Regions from separate parts of the Mus musculus genome. Here regions 2, 3 and 4 are each linked to region 1. Evidence: chromatin contacts called from public Hi-C, HiChIP or PLAC-seq and promoter capture Hi-C data. All regions are on one chromosome and are shown on one strand. The core of a region is the stretch at or near the end of the contact, and the rest is flanking DNA. Distances in the headings are between cores, read along the strand shown.

Evidence for each region. Hi-C and Micro-C count contacts between places; a contact is called where the count stands out from the background. HiChIP or PLAC-seq counts read pairs in DNA pulled down with a chosen protein or histone mark. Capture Hi-C pulls out chosen DNA fragments and counts their contacts.
Region 2: a contact with region 1 is called in a promoter capture Hi-C map of liver. The contact joins the promoter of Erv3 here to the promoter of Slc23a2 in region 1. A contact is called at or near these places in 7 of 39 promoter capture datasets (the 3T3-L1 cell line, the C10 cell line, cranial neural crest and 3 more), 1 of 15 datasets of contacts at CTCF or cohesin (the NIH/3T3 cell line), 5 of 115 datasets of contacts at active chromatin or transcription factors (embryonic stem cells and epiblast stem cells) and 1 of 9 other capture datasets (liver).
Region 3: a contact with region 1 is called in an H3K4me3 HiChIP or PLAC-seq map of embryonic stem cells, with 4 times the contacts expected there. The contact joins the enhancer-like site here to the promoter of Slc23a2 in region 1. A contact is called at or near these places in 7 of 39 promoter capture datasets (the C10 cell line, HPC-7-derived erythroid cells, cranial neural crest and 3 more), 9 of 15 datasets of contacts at CTCF or cohesin (CD8 T cells, the G1E-ER4 cell line, the NIH/3T3 cell line and 4 more), 80 of 484 Hi-C or Micro-C datasets (the 63-12 cell line, B cells, the BV-2 cell line and 33 more), 30 of 115 datasets of contacts at active chromatin or transcription factors (CD8 T cells, the SCID.adh cell line, T-cell acute lymphoblastic leukemia and 15 more) and 3 of 9 other capture datasets (adipose tissue, embryonic stem cells and liver).
Region 4: a Hi-C map of CD4 T cells shows a contact between it and region 1, with 2.9 times the contacts expected there. The contact joins the enhancer-like site here to the promoter of Slc23a2 in region 1. A contact is called at or near these places in 4 of 484 Hi-C or Micro-C datasets (B cells, CD4 T cells, the G1E-ER4 cell line and 1 more).

What each region holds. Positions count from the first base shown.
Region 1 is chr2:132,143,744-132,147,291 of GRCm38.p6, forward strand. Slc23a2 (solute carrier family 23 (nucleobase transporters), member 2) reads right to left here and starts at 1,365. Exons shown (of 16, transcript NM_018824.2): 1 at 1,269-1,365. It overlaps Gm14051 (a long non-coding RNA gene), which reads left to right. Exons shown (of 3, transcript XR_866753.3): 1 at 1-842.
Region 2 is chr2:131,858,317-131,861,817 of GRCm38.p6, forward strand. It overlaps Erv3 (endogenous retroviral sequence 3), which reads right to left and starts at 1,431. Exons shown (of 2, transcript NM_001166206.1): 1 at 1,103-1,431.
Region 3 is chr2:131,827,497-131,830,906 of GRCm38.p6, forward strand. All of the region lies in intron 2 of 5330413P13Rik (RIKEN cDNA 5330413P13 gene), which reads right to left. Among named protein-coding and RNA genes, the nearest start is that of 5330413P13Rik, 18 kb to the right of the region's middle. Within about 2 kb of position 1,270, at least 78 of the 459 cell types and tissues checked have an H3K27ac peak or open chromatin away from gene starts, as enhancers often do. A contact at or near this core is called in the 63-12 cell line, adipose tissue, cerebral cortex and 5 more, where this site is marked.
Region 4 is chr2:132,510,990-132,514,410 of GRCm38.p6, forward strand. 1700026D11Rik (RIKEN cDNA 1700026D11 gene) reads left to right here. Exons shown (of 4, transcript NR_028286.1): 2 at 1,086-1,228. Among named protein-coding and RNA genes, the nearest start is that of 1700026D11Rik, 22 kb to the left of the region's middle. Within about 2 kb of position 1,567, at least 100 of the 459 cell types and tissues checked have an H3K27ac peak or open chromatin away from gene starts, as enhancers often do. A contact at or near this core is called in B cells and the G1E-ER4 cell line, where this site is marked.

The DNA.
Region 1 (3,548 bases), core at 115-2,614:
GCCTGAGGATGCTCAGGGCCTCCTTTTAACTAACTACCAGGTGTGTCATGAGTGCTAACACGGTGGACAGCCTCAACTGCCCAAAGCTATTAACTTTTGGATGAGCTAAGCATAGAGAGTAGTTCTAAAGTGACCCTGATAAGGTCAACTATAACCCAGCAGAGAATCCTGAACTTCTAAGAGGTGAAGAAGGCCTCTCACAAACTTCACCAGAGTCAAACACCTTAAAGGAGCAGGCCAGCAAAGTCACACAAGATGAAAGGGCAGATGAGAGAAACGGAGCAGGTGAGGCCTCAGCCCAATAGCACTCAAACAAAAAACAGAAAAATTTCAGCCACCTAGCCTAGCCTTCAGAAAGGAGAAAACTGCCTAAGGGAAGTCACATGGCCAGTTAATGACAGCTCAAACCAGGCTGTCTCAGGACTCAGATACCAGATCCTCACATCCCTGGCCGCCTTAGTTCAGAGGACCCAAGCGTCAGAAGGGATAGCATCTTCGCCATCATCCGGTCTCCCAGCACCGCAAAAAGCAGACTAACAGCTACTACAAATGCCCCAACCCCAAGTAGCCTTCAAAAAGCTAACTTTCTTCCCTGTGCACTTGCCCTCACCCCTTGCGCTGAAAATCAGGAGTTTCCCATCAGACCCGCTTAAAGCCCCTCATCCGGAATGAAGGCCGAGTTCCCATAGGCTACACATCTAATGGGACATCTCCGGCCAAACGATGAAGACAATTCTTCACCTTCAAGTTATCACACTCCAATGTCAATTTCTCGGTCAAGAGCGCAGGCAACAAGGCGACCCCGGACCCCTGCGGGGCAGGCCAGCGTGAAAGGTCGCAAGGTTGGTGCAGCGGCATCTAAAATTACTCCGTGTCGCCTTCCGCAAAGAGGGAAGGAAGCCAGACTGGAAACAGCACCGCCATCCCCCGCCCCTCGGGCTGACCCTGAATCCCCGGGCGCGGGGATGCGGGGCGCACCACCTGGGGAGGGGCGCGCAGCAAGCCACGCAGCACGGCGAGCCCACGGTGGCTGTCCCGGGGGCACCCGGCGGGGCGGCAGTGAGCGCCGGGGACGCACGGCCTGACACTGCAGCCGGGGCCGCCGGGCCGCGCGAGCCGGCGTGGGGGCGCAGGCCGCGCCGCGGGTGGGTGACAGCGCGCGGGGGCCGCGCGGGCCGGCCTCGTGGGCTCGGCGAGCAACCGGGGCTGCCGGCAGGTGCTGCCGCGGACCCGGCGTGGGGCGTGGGGCGCGGCGGCCCGGCTCTCACCTGCCTGCAGCTCGCTGGGCTCGCGTCCCGCCGATCGCACCGCTCGCGCCGCAGTGCCTGCCGCCGCCTTGGGTCCCCGCGGCAGCCGCCTGCAAAATGGCGCCGCGGAGGGGCGGGCCGGGGGCGGGAGCCGCGCAGCCGCCCGCCCCGCGCGCCGGCCCCTCCCCGCCCGACCCCCGGCTCCGCCCGCGCGCCCCGGGGCGCCGAGCCGCAGACCCTTCCCCACACACCTGCTCCGGGGGGGCCGCCTAGGATGCTCGACGCTCGCAGGCTCTCCCCTTCAGAGCCTCCTTTCTACCCTGCAGGACCCCAAGCCCTGCAGTAGCTGTGGGGTGACAGCGAGAGGGGTGCAGTGTACCCGGCTCAGTGGGTAACCCGCTTTAAAGCAATTTCGCGGCGTATCCAATTGGGCCGTCAGGCTTCCGAACTCGCTGGGGAAAGAGAGCCTCCTTGCTTATGCTGACGCGGGAGAAGACACACCAGGCTTGATTTCTCTGGGGCGTGTGTTCTGATAGAGCGGGTTTGGGGGCAACCTGCTATTCTGTATTTCTCAAGTGTACCCCCCAAGGAATGCCTGCTGGATGGGCACTTAGGCTGTGAGTCAAAAGGCCGCGTGTCAATAAACACATAGCACTTAGGCCGGGCAGTCTTGCCCAGGGGGGCATCATTAAAACTGGGTACCACCCCCAGCGGTGCTGAAACTGAAGTGTGGCTTCGAAATTTGCATTTCCAGGAAGTTTCTAGGTGATGCTGCAGGCGGTGGTCTAAGATACTAACTTGTAACTAAACCACGTTCTTACCTCCACCAAAACAAACAAAACCCTAATAATTAGCTCTCTCTTCTGTCTTCCATCTTGAAACCACTGTCTTGGTTGTTTTTCTAACCCAGTAATTCCTTTCATCCCCAAGCAACTCCGGAGAGCCATAAAGAATGGTCGACCACAGCTGACCTCATCTTTAAAAACAAAAAGCAGATTTTATTCCTGAATTGTTTATGTTTGGCAGTCTTGAGGACTGGTAGCACACTGATCAATAGAGGCATGCCGTAACCAGCAAAGACGGGCATTTTATAAAGTAGGCTAGTGCGGACGAGCTGAGAGAATCAATATATAATTCTCTAAGTCTCACACTAAAATAAAACCAGTGAGGCTTAGTGGTGCACACCTGTAATCCCGGCATTTTGCAGGCAGAGGCAGGAAGACGATGAATTTGAAGTCAGCCTGGGCTACTTAGACTCCTGTCTCAAAAAAAAAAAAAAAAAAAAAAAAAACCCTAAAAAACAGTAAGTTGAATTGTAAAATCCAGCATACCCTGGAAGACCATAGGTTAGTATTTCATCTTCACTGAAGATGAAGAAAAGAGATGATTCTGTAACCAGCACCAGAGAAGCACACAACTCTTTCTATGCCAGAGTTTCCAGCCACCCTTAAAAACATAATGTGTGTGTTCTGCTCCACAATATGGAACCTTTTGGAATAGAAGGCCTGTTCCAAGATCAAGAACCCCTGATCTTTTCAGTTCATCTCTTTTCTTCATTTCCCCCCATATATATTGTCTCCCACTCCCTAACTCCCCCTTTATAGTTTTACCTCCAATCCTAAAGCACTACCTCACTCCGGGTTTCCCCCCTCCCTCCCTGGTTTCCTGCATCTCTTCCTCCCCCACCCTCCGCACTCAACAAGCACTATAAAGCACCATCAGTCTCCCGCTTTCTCAGACGTCATCTGTGACCTTCTAAGTGCCAAATCCTTTTGCCTGTTTACAGATCTTTTTTTTTTTTTTTTCCTTCCTTGGCTTAGTAACATTCCATTGACTAACCCCCTCCTGGAGATGTTTTTATGTGATAAAGCCACTCAGCCTTCCTGACTGTCCCACTCTTTTCCACCCAGGTTGGTGATGGAAGGATTTCTCAGGTGTGGGCTTCTAAAGACGTTGGTCCCCTTGATGCCCTTTTCTCCTCAGGCTCCCCATGCTCTCTGCTTCTCACCACCCTCTTCCCCCATTACCTCTCTTTCCAGACCAGTCATTTCTGAACTTCTAGACACACTTCCCAAATGTTTCCAGAAACTATAAATGCCCCATTTGTGTGTGCCCCCCCCCCAGAGTGTACATGTACCGAGTCAAAAACTGTCGATCAAAACTTTCCAAGCATTGGCGAGATTCCTGATTTGATAGTGCCAAGATAATTATTTAGGGCACTTTTGTACTGAATGTATGCAGAGCCTTCCCTGTGTCTCTCTGTCCTTCACAGAACACAATTATTTACATGGTATTTGCATT
Region 2 (3,501 bases), core at 181-2,680, 290 kb before region 1:
AATCTGCCCATGTAGGTGATGGATATAAAACACCATTTCTAGCAGAAAGATCAAGCCTTGGGTTTTTTTCTGAGAAAGAGAGAGAGATTTTGAGTTTCCAGTTATACAGATCACTAGTGGAGAAGGGACCATTGCTATAATTGATTGATGGCCCTTCCCAGCTTCCTCATCCTGAGTGGCCCCTGAGTGTGTGGAGATCTCTTTCAAAGGGAGGATAGCTGTAGGCAAAGACCTGGGGGAAGCATGGCAGGGGCATGGTAGGATGTGTCTTGAGAGGGGAGCCATGGTGACTCTATCCTACCTCAGTGAGAGCAGGCAGGGATGCAGTCTGTAAGAGAAAGGAGGAGGATAGTGAATGGCCAGGAGATGGGTCAGGAAGAGGTCCCACCCCGGGTGTGAGGGGACTCAGGATGCCTCTGGTGTCACAGTCCCTGGCTGGTGCCCCAGCCACACAGGGTGGTGGTCCATCTTCTTCTGATGGGGATGGTAGGGGCTGGAGGCTGAAATTTGTCCCACCCCTTGGTCTTTAATTCTTCTGAAACAAAACTGGCGTCATTAGGGGACTGAGTTGGCTGCTACTCTCTCATCTGGGATAGAAATTCCTCACCAGGAACCCCCAGGCCAGAATGTTGCCTAGTTGGTCCCGGTTTCCTGGTTTTCTAAAGACCTCCTGTTGCACTCTGTAAACAAGAGAAAGTTTGAAGAAGCCTTCAGCAGGCCAGCCCACCTGAAATGAAGGCTAAAGGAGGGAGCAGAAGACAGTTAGTTTTCCTGAATAGCTCTGTTCTCTGCACTCCTGGGGCTTTTCTCTGGAAGTCCTTAAAATGCAACTTCCTCAGATCTCAGGGGGGGTTTCTGGGTGGAAGGTTTTTTCCCCCATCTTTTCAATTTCTTCAAGGACAAGAAATGACACAAAAAGTAAGGCACACAACACAAAGCCACAGTGTTCTCCCACTTGGCACTAATGCTTCTCGTCAGCCTTCCCTTGCCTCCAGAAGGAAGCAACTAGGGCCCAGTGGTTCCTCTGACTCAGGAATTAACTCTGCGTCCAGCTTTCCTATGAATCTCACAGACAGATGCCTGCTACCAGCAGTAACTTTACCTCTGAGAGGGCTCCCGATGCCACTCTTCTACAATCCAGGCATGGAGAACCTGTCGACGGCCACCTCTAAATGTTAGGTTTATCCAAATGTTCTCAGCTTCCAGAAGACCAGACTCCTCAGTGGAATCTAGGTGCTGAGGGCTGGTGGCTCCTTCGGCTTGAGAAAAGTCTTGGCTCTCAGTACACCGAAAGCCCTGGGATCAAGGCTGATCAGCAAAGAACGTGAATCGGGCTGAACGCCTGGATCTCCGTGGAGTCTCCTGATGTTCTGGACCTTTATTAGATACTGGCCAGCTACACACCGGAGACTTGGGATTCTCAAAGTGTGTTCCCAGCTACTGTTAGTCTGGGGTTTATAAAGGCAAAAAACCACAGGTTACAATGTGGGGGTTGAGTTGGCACACACGCTGCCTACATGCAGGCAGAGCTAAACTTTTATTACCGATGCCTTGCAGATGCCTTGGTTATCTTGAGCAATCAAGCGTTTGGTACAGAAGTAGAATCAGCAGTTAGCCTTGTGACCCATTATCGTGTAAGAACAGCAGAGGCAGTCAAACTTTTTACAACATCAGACAGTTTTAGGAACAGCCCAAATACTCCAGGAAGTTATCCATCTTGGGAGTGTTAGCTGACAGGGTAACAAAAACTTTACAAAAACTTACAAGGTAGAGAGCAATTGTACATAATGTTGGCCATCACACTGCCAGAATCTCACATAGTATAGGAATGGTCTGCTAAAGACAGCAGCCCCAGGCCCCATCCCTCAAGGTTACTGCTGGAAATAGTGGAATCTGCAGGTCTGAGAGAGGGGACTGAGAAACTGGTGGGTAGCATGCTGAATCGCACCTGTACCTTGCGACCTCGAGAACAGTGATGGTCAAGAACTCACATCCCACACTCTGCTTCTTTGTGAGTGAGAAATGGCTTACTACAAAGGACTCTGCTGTCCCTGTGACTTGGATAAGATTCCAGTTGACCTCTTGTCATCCAGACAAAGCCAAAAGGACCTCCTAATTTTCATTCTTAGCCTCCTAAATGATTTCCTAACCTAGACATGGTACCTTCCACCTGGAATCCCTGCACTCCAGAATCTGATGAAGGATGATGAACTCAAGGTTAACCTAAGCTATATAGCAAAAACTATCTGAAAGAGAAAGGAAAAGAGTCAAAATAAGTGATTTCTTGGCCTGTTTGCCTCTACCGATCAGTCAGAACACAATTGGTGACAGCCAGACGCCATTTAAGGTCCTCAACTCCCCTGCAGGTCTCTGAAATTTGGTCTGCCTTCAACAGGAGAAGCATATCACCCTCCCGATGAGAAGGTGCCCTAAGTACAGCATCCTCAGACTCTGACAGGCCATGCTGATGAGAACAGGATACAGGAACTGATTGGGAAGATTTCGGGACAGAGACTCGGAACACAAATCATTCTCATTCTATAATGCCCTTGGTTGTGTCTTGGCTGGAGGCCTGGCAAGTCAGACGAGGGCTCAAATTCTATATCCAGCTTCTCATAAGTGAGCTACCCTGTCTGGAGGCTGTATACAAAGAGTGTGACCCGAACTCCAGTCCAGAAGCTAAACCCTCTGGACAGTTTTGGAACTGGTCCTCTAAACTTCCATGATGGAAATGAGTTATAGCTATTGTTCAGTTTCAGCCTGTCTCCTAAGTGATTTTAGAGTCTTAACACTTGAGGTAAAATGTTACAATAGTCTTAGAGGCCATTAAGGCTCTGTAGAGGCCCATTAAAGAAAGCTATTTCTTCCCTGTAAGAAGAATGGAATCTATCACAGGACCTGGGTGGAGATGACATTCTGATAGCTCCAAAGAGTAGAACATTGCATATACTGTCTCCTCCTTTAAGAGTCAATCCATCTGGGGCAGTCAATTGCCTAGCTAAGAGACCAACCCTCAGGAAATGATAAATTGAAAGCCATGGTAAGGAGAGGGAGGAATAATTATCCCCCTAATGAGAAAATGCCCTTGTCCTTCCTGGAACCCTGAAGTGGGCTCCACAGAGTTTCCACAGCTAAGTCCTCAGCCTAAAAGTCAACTTACTCCTTTTATTCTTCTTCCTTTTCTTCCAGATACTCGCAGAAGCCTAAGCATGCTTTCCTAAATACTGGGGGCTTCCTCACTCTGTTTCTCAAAGGCTCCCTCCTCTTCTGCCTCCTGCTTTCTATCATGATCCTTCTAACAGCTGCTGAGATCTATGGCTTGCCTGCTCTGTTTGTCTCTTAATAGCAGCTAGTGAAATTGTCCACTGACGAAATTGTTAGGCTCTCTCCTAAGTTTGTTTCTAAATTCTATTAATGAAATTAAGAACCCAAGAGGAATACTCCCCACAACCACCCACACTGGCCTGCCTTCACCCTCTTCCCTGTCCAGGTTCTTCCTGG
Region 3 (3,410 bases), core at 20-2,519, 320 kb before region 1:
GGTACCAATGGCTGGACAGCTCAGAGCCCTCTAGGGAGCAAGAAGGTGGACAGAACTTAGACATATGCCAATCAACATGTCTTCTCTGACTTCAAAGAAAGCAATGTGGATTTTCACATAAAGGCTCAGTGGAAAGATAATGGTAAGGCTTGGGTCTCTCCTCATGAGCAGTGAGAGAGAATGAAACAGCTACAGTCCAGATTCTATACTTAGGGAACAGGGCAGCTTGGGAGGTATACGGAGGAGTGGCATGCTGGTACAGTTTTAAAGGGTGGATGTAGGGGTGGAAGGAGTGGTGGGTTTGCATCTCTGGTGGGGTGCCATACCTGCCCTGGTAAGTGTTAGTAAAATTGAATGACAAGGGTCTACAATTCCCATGTTGAGGTTTCAATAACATTACTTCTCCAAAGATTCCCCAATTCAGGTTATGCTATGCCCCTCAAATAGTATTAAACCAAATCACATCACCCAACACCCCAAATCTTACACTAACACACTTTGGGGGGCCCTTGACAAACTGAGAAGGATGGAGCCCCGTCATCCTGGAGACAAGCAGCTGGAAGGTGTGTGTGTGCAGGAGTCTCTATGAAGACATATAAACAGTCTCTGTCATCTGAGAACAACCGAATACAGAAAGCTTATTTCGTTAGCATAAGAGTGTCAGACACATTGTACCCCATAAATACAAACCATTGTCAATCAAGAGCAAAATTTAAAAACCAACCACCAGGGGGCACTTGCTGAGCATTTTCTCTGAGATGATCTCATTTTCCCTCCGGAAGTCTTGCCCTGATTTTCAAACTATTGCACCATGACAGTGAAAGCCAAAAAAGAAAAAAAGAAAAAAGAAAAGAAAAGAGGAAAAGAAAAAGAAAAAGAAAAAAAGGAAAAAAATCGGTTCATTCAAAGTATCCCAGCCTTGTGGTTGGGCCACCCACTCTAATTTCACAAAGCAGTGGGAGGATCAAGGGACAGCTCCAGTATTGCTTAGCCATGATGGAAAATCAAAGCTAGACTTCCAGTTATCTCTGGAAGAGTAGTGTCCAGTAGCTGTCGGGTAGCCAGGCAGCTTAGAAGGTCACTCTACCCCTCCACCTTTCAAGTTCCTTCAAGCTGTCTTAGGTGCGGTTGGACAGGGGACGTCCTTCCAAATGCAGCCTGTGGGGTTCGGGTTTTTTGGCAGGAGATCACAGTGCTGAATACAGCAGCCCTCTGTCCTCTGTGCGGGCTTCTGTGGAACCTTGGCTTGCGCTCTGGACCGCCTGGGCTCAAGGAAACCATTGCAATAGGAGGAAAGGTCTAAGCAGACCCAGGGTTTTCTTCCTTCCAGGCGCCCTCTGGTGCCGCTGCACACTCAAAGAAAGGCTTCTTTCACCGGCGGCGCTAGGGGAAGTGGGCTCTATTTTCCAGTCAGAAAAGGAATGGGCTGTTCTTTCTTGGTGCTTTGGTGGGATCCTCACGGCCCATCCAGGTAGTTTACATATGAAATGACTCCCCAGCATCCCCAAGCATGGTGCCTGAGACCCAGAAGGCACTTACCCTTTCGTAAAAAAACGCTTTCTTCTACTTCTTAACCTCAGGTGGCCCTGACCTGGCTCTAAGTCACAGGTAATGTCTACATCAAAGTTGGGACTGGGTCCTTGAATATTTCTCTCCAAATGCAACAACAACAAGCCCTGATTCTGTAGCAACGACGGGAATTTTAATGATTAAGTCAAGTGAGTCTTTAAATTACAGATACTAATATAACTGTGTGATTCCCCAATCTGTCCCCAGATTGGCCCTGGATGGTCGCCCAGCCTCCAAGAGAATCAGTTTCCTAAAATGAGAAAGAATTCAAAGTGAAAATGTGAAAGAAAGGGGGGTAGGGGGATAGGGTTGGGTATAGAAGCATATTCCCCTCGTTATTTCATTGTTAGCTGGGGGGGGGGGGGGGATATGTCATGCTGTCATGCTGGAGACCGAACAAAAGAGGAGAATATTCTTATATCAGGCACTCTACCACACACCTCTAACAGGGAGGGTAGCAGAGACAGACTGAGCAACTGTCCTTAGTTGTGTGGGAATTCTCAGCTGGTGAGAATCTGCGGTCAGACAGAGTTTGGGTAGGGGCTCATTTCCTTCCCATATTCTCCTAATTGTCCTTTCCTACTCTGCCTCAGCTTCTCCCTCTGAGACTTAGATCTCTTCATCTTAAGAGTTGATGAAGACTGGCAATCTATCTTCTGTCACCTATATTTCAGGAGTACACAGGTGACAGACTTCTCTTCTAGGATCAAAAGTCTTCCCTAAGGGAGAATAAGAAGGCCTAAGCTTGTAGAGAGAAGATCATCGTTTAGCAGGAATCTTGGCGAAAGGGCATCACCTCTCAGTATAGCAAGACCACACCGAAAATAAAGCACATAGGAGATTGTCAGGTCTAAGACCAGCACTAAGAATAGCAAGGCCTATTTATCACGAGATGCCTGATAATCATTATAATAGTAAATACTTAACACTTAGGGTAGAATCAGTCATAGACTTAATATGAGTTTGTACATATTAGAGACCCGAGTCTCACTTGTCTCTGCACTACCCTTAGGCCATTAAATTAGCTCTTCCTAGTCACATTAACTTTTTGAGTTTAGGAATGAAGATTCCACACTATAAAAATGTATAGGATGTAGTTACACATCAGTTTTAAGAAGGAATCCAATGGGGGGGTGGGGGTGGTATATAGTGTTAGGTTGTAGTCAAGGTATGTTACTGAAGAGGACTAAAAGAAACACAATAAGCAAACCACAGCACAAAGGTTCCAGCTGCCAACAGGCTCCTAAACCGGTTTGATGGATACTGTGTGGGAGACCTAGTTAGTGTGCTTGCTACTTTGTTTGAAGAGAACTTTTAAGTCTTGATTTATGGCATGAACAGCCTTGTCTCTAAAATGGTCTTGAGGCTGTAGAGACTGAGGTGGGATAGATTTGCTGCAGAATAACTTCTCCAGTTATTTTGTTATTTTAGTCGGGGGTGGGGGTGGGGGGGTGGGGGTGAGGCAGGTCTTCGTGCCTCCTGAGGAGCCATCAATAAACATCAGAGGACACCCACATCCTTGTCAGGGAAGCAAAAGCTAATAAACAATTAGTTTTTCTTGGAGTGTGGCTGTCCTTTGGTGTAGGCTAGGAAAGGTGGTGGCTCAGTCCCCCCCCCCTCCCGTCACTAAAGCAAACAGACCCCCTAAGACTTTGGGGACTACGGACTTAATCTTTTTCCCCCCAAAGGCCAAGTGACTAGAGTAGTAAAAATCTTCCTTTGCAGCTAATGAAAGACTCACAACGTGAGGACTCCCCCACGTTCTGACTCAGGAGAGGCGACACCCCAAAATCACCCACAAGAAACGGTCTTGTTGCAAACTGCAAGAGGATTTTTATTCA
Region 4 (3,421 bases), core at 317-2,816, 370 kb after region 1:
GTGGTTTTCAGACACAGCAGGACTGCACACCTATGAACTCAGAGAGACTGTGGCAGTACAAACTGAGCCTACACAGGTCCAAGCCAGACAGGGTGCCAGTACTGAGTGGCAGAAGTGGACACAGGTTCCCACCACTAACCAAGAAACTACCTGCAATTGATATCTACTTGCAAAGGAAAAATTAGTTTTCTCCAGTGGAGCATCACTGAGTGCACCCAGGTGGGCCCCATGCCAAGCGTAGTTGGCCAACACAAAACCAACTCAACGGTGTTTTCGGAGAAGCTTTTTCTTTTAACTCATTTTGCTAGGTTTGGGCTTTGGAGGTGGTTTTTGTTGTTTTTGTTTTTCTGTTTGTTTTATTGGTGTTTTGTTTGTTTCAATTTTTGGTTTTTTGTTTGTTTCTTGGGCTCTTTGTTTTTTAAAGAGACAAAGGGTGTGGAGTAGGGAGGTGGAACAGTAGGGAGAACCTGGGGGGAGTTGGGGGAGGAAAACTTAGAATGTGAAGAAATATGGAAAAAAATGTAATCTTAGGAAATACAAAGAAAATGCAAAACGGCAACAACAAACAACCTAGCCATTACCGCAGTGTGGGGAAGTCAGCCCTGTTCACCACAGCACTGGTGGAGGGCGGGGGGGGGGGGAGGGGGGAGCAGCCCTGTTCATGACAGCACTGGTGGAGGGCGGGGGGGGGGGGGGGGGGGAGGGGGGGGAGCAGCCCTGTTCATGACAGCACTGTGGGGAAGTCATCCCTGCTCTGTCTTTTGACCCATGAACAAAGGCTGTCTTTTCACTTACTTGAAATTTCTTTATTTGAATGCTGCTTTGTATTTTTTGCAGAATATAAATTTTATACTTTTAAAAAATGTATTCCTACATATTTTGCTTTCTGTGATTGCTATTTAAAAAAATAGAACCATTTTCTTAAATTGCTTTTGTTGATAGTATAGAGGAATGGTTATTTTTATATATTGAATTTACATTCTACAGTCTTGACAAGCCATCGTTTTTAGTGACATTTTCATAATTTTCTAGGCATAAGATGAAGTGTCCTGTCAATAACTGTAGTTTTATTTCCTCTTTTTCAGTTGGAATCCTTTTGTTTCTTCTTCTTGCCAACTTTCTTCCTAGAACGTCCAACTCACTGTTGAATAGAAATATCTCTCGAAGGTGGTATCCTCGTCTTCCTGTTCATCTGTGGGCTTTCATGGGTGTCCTCTATCGGCAGGAGGTGTGTTCTCTTTTTGGTCCTCCCTCAACAACTGTTTTCCTTATGAAGAGGCACTAGATTTATGTACCCCATACTTTTTCTGTGTCTATTGGGATGGCCATGTGTTTTTTAAACATTTATCTCATTAAGATGTGCCTTATTAATTTTCTGCATCGGTCTTGTTTTTGAGGTAGCCTGTCCCTGAGTCTAGCCCTTCACATCTTGATGCCTTAGGTTCCAAGGGTGAACCTCAAGTGTTAAGAGGATCTTAATCTTGTGCTGCTGCAAGATCCCTCTGCTATCTCTTTGTTGAAGAGTTTTGAATCTGTATTAGTAAGATGCGTTGGCCTGTGGTTTCCTGTTTGCGTCTTTATCTTTTGACACCAGGCTGAGCAGCAGCTGCGCCCTGGGCTTAAAGGCTCATCTTCTCTCCGTGTGTGTGTGGGGGGGGGGGGGGGCGGGGGGGCCCAGTCTTCAGAGTCAGGAAGTCCCTCTCACGTGGTCGAGTTCCAGAGACCAAGCTCCTGTCGCTTTAGATCCTGAGTGTTGTGGAGGGGCTCCACGGAGCAAGAACCTTCCAAGCCCTCACAGCCTGGAGCACCTCTGGGTCCGTTCAGTGGGAGCGTCTCCAGGAGAGCCCCTCCCTCCCGGGACTCACTTGAAGATGAGCAAACAGCACCAAGCCAGTGAAAACTGCTTCCACGGCTCTGAAGGGAGAGGAGAGGGGATTCCTTGTGCATGGCTTACATCCCCCGTGGGCAGCCATTCTAAAGCACTTGCTTAGACGTGGATAACTCACAGGCACTTCAGGGATGGGATGGAGGACATAAACTGGTGGGGTCACTTTGGCCTTTACCAGTGAAGTGGAGGCTGCAATTTCATAGCCAGACATCTTGACATGGGAACCCGAGGGGAAGGGGGAATCGTCCTCAGCGCAGCAAAGCTGAATGGAACCCAGCTGTACGTTAACGGGAGACATAAACGGCAAACTGTGCATTCATGGGGAAAAGAAACGGCAAAGTGTGCGTTAGCAGGAGAGACAAACTATGGTAGGAACAGTGTGAGAGACCAACGCCTTTGTAGCAGTAGAGATGTGCAAACCAAAAACAACTACATGTTTCGATGTAGCAAAGTCCCTGATAAGGGCTGGAGGGCCACACCCCTTAAAAGATGCACAAAATTGCCTGCACCAAGGCAAAACAAACAAACAAACAAAACAAAACAAACAAAAACTATAGGCAACATATGAAGAAGGGAAAGGATGGAGAATGGGAATTCGCCAGATAGGATTGCTGGGGATGGCAGGGGCGGAAAAAGACTGGAAGAAATAGCCGTGGGGTCTGTATGAGGAGGTGTGTACAGCTGGGCTGGGCACTGTCACAGCGCTGTCATAGTGCCCAGCCTAGCCCAGCTGTCCCTTGCATCATTTGCACAATTTATGTGTTCTTTCAGGTACAGAAAACAATGTTTGATACCTCGATTTTAGGTATCATGAGAGCCTGGGCTATAGCTCTTCTCCCTTCCTCCAGATCCCTTCATGCTAAAAACAGATTTAAACAAAACCCCGCTAAGAGCTAAGACAGCGAGAATGAGCCCCGGGGACTGTACAGAGAGAAGCCCAGAAGGAGAAACTATGCCAAGCAAGGCCTGCTGGGAAGCCACCAGAAAAGCCTCCCCTGGAGAGGGACAACATGACCCAGATTGCTGGAAAAAAAAACAAAAACAAAAAAAAAAAACAAAAAATAAAAAAACCCTACAGTCCAACCATCCTGAGATCTGTGTCCTCACAGAACGGAAGGAAGACAGCAGGGTACTTTGGCAAGGAGTTGGTAGAGCCGGCGACATGGCAGGTGTGAGGGGGTGGAGGACAGATCTCTGAGAGAACTTGGTCTTCTGAGAGCCTCTGGTGCAGATGGATGAGGAGGTGTGGCTGCTTCTTCCCCGCCCCCATGCCCTCCCCCTCAGGAGCAGGAGAGGTAAACCATGAGGATTGATGCATGTTGCCACCAGACCAACTTAAAGGGCTGGTTAGGTGACAAGCAGTCTCTGACTCTACAGTCACTGGTCACTCAGGCTGGGTCATGGCCGGCTACCTACCTGTAAACCAGCCAGGGGCTCCTGAGGCCACCTCCTCCACTCGGCCTGCATATATTTGTGGGCAGCAATGTCACTGGGACACAGCCCAGAACGGGGTGGGGGGTGGGGTCAGTCAGG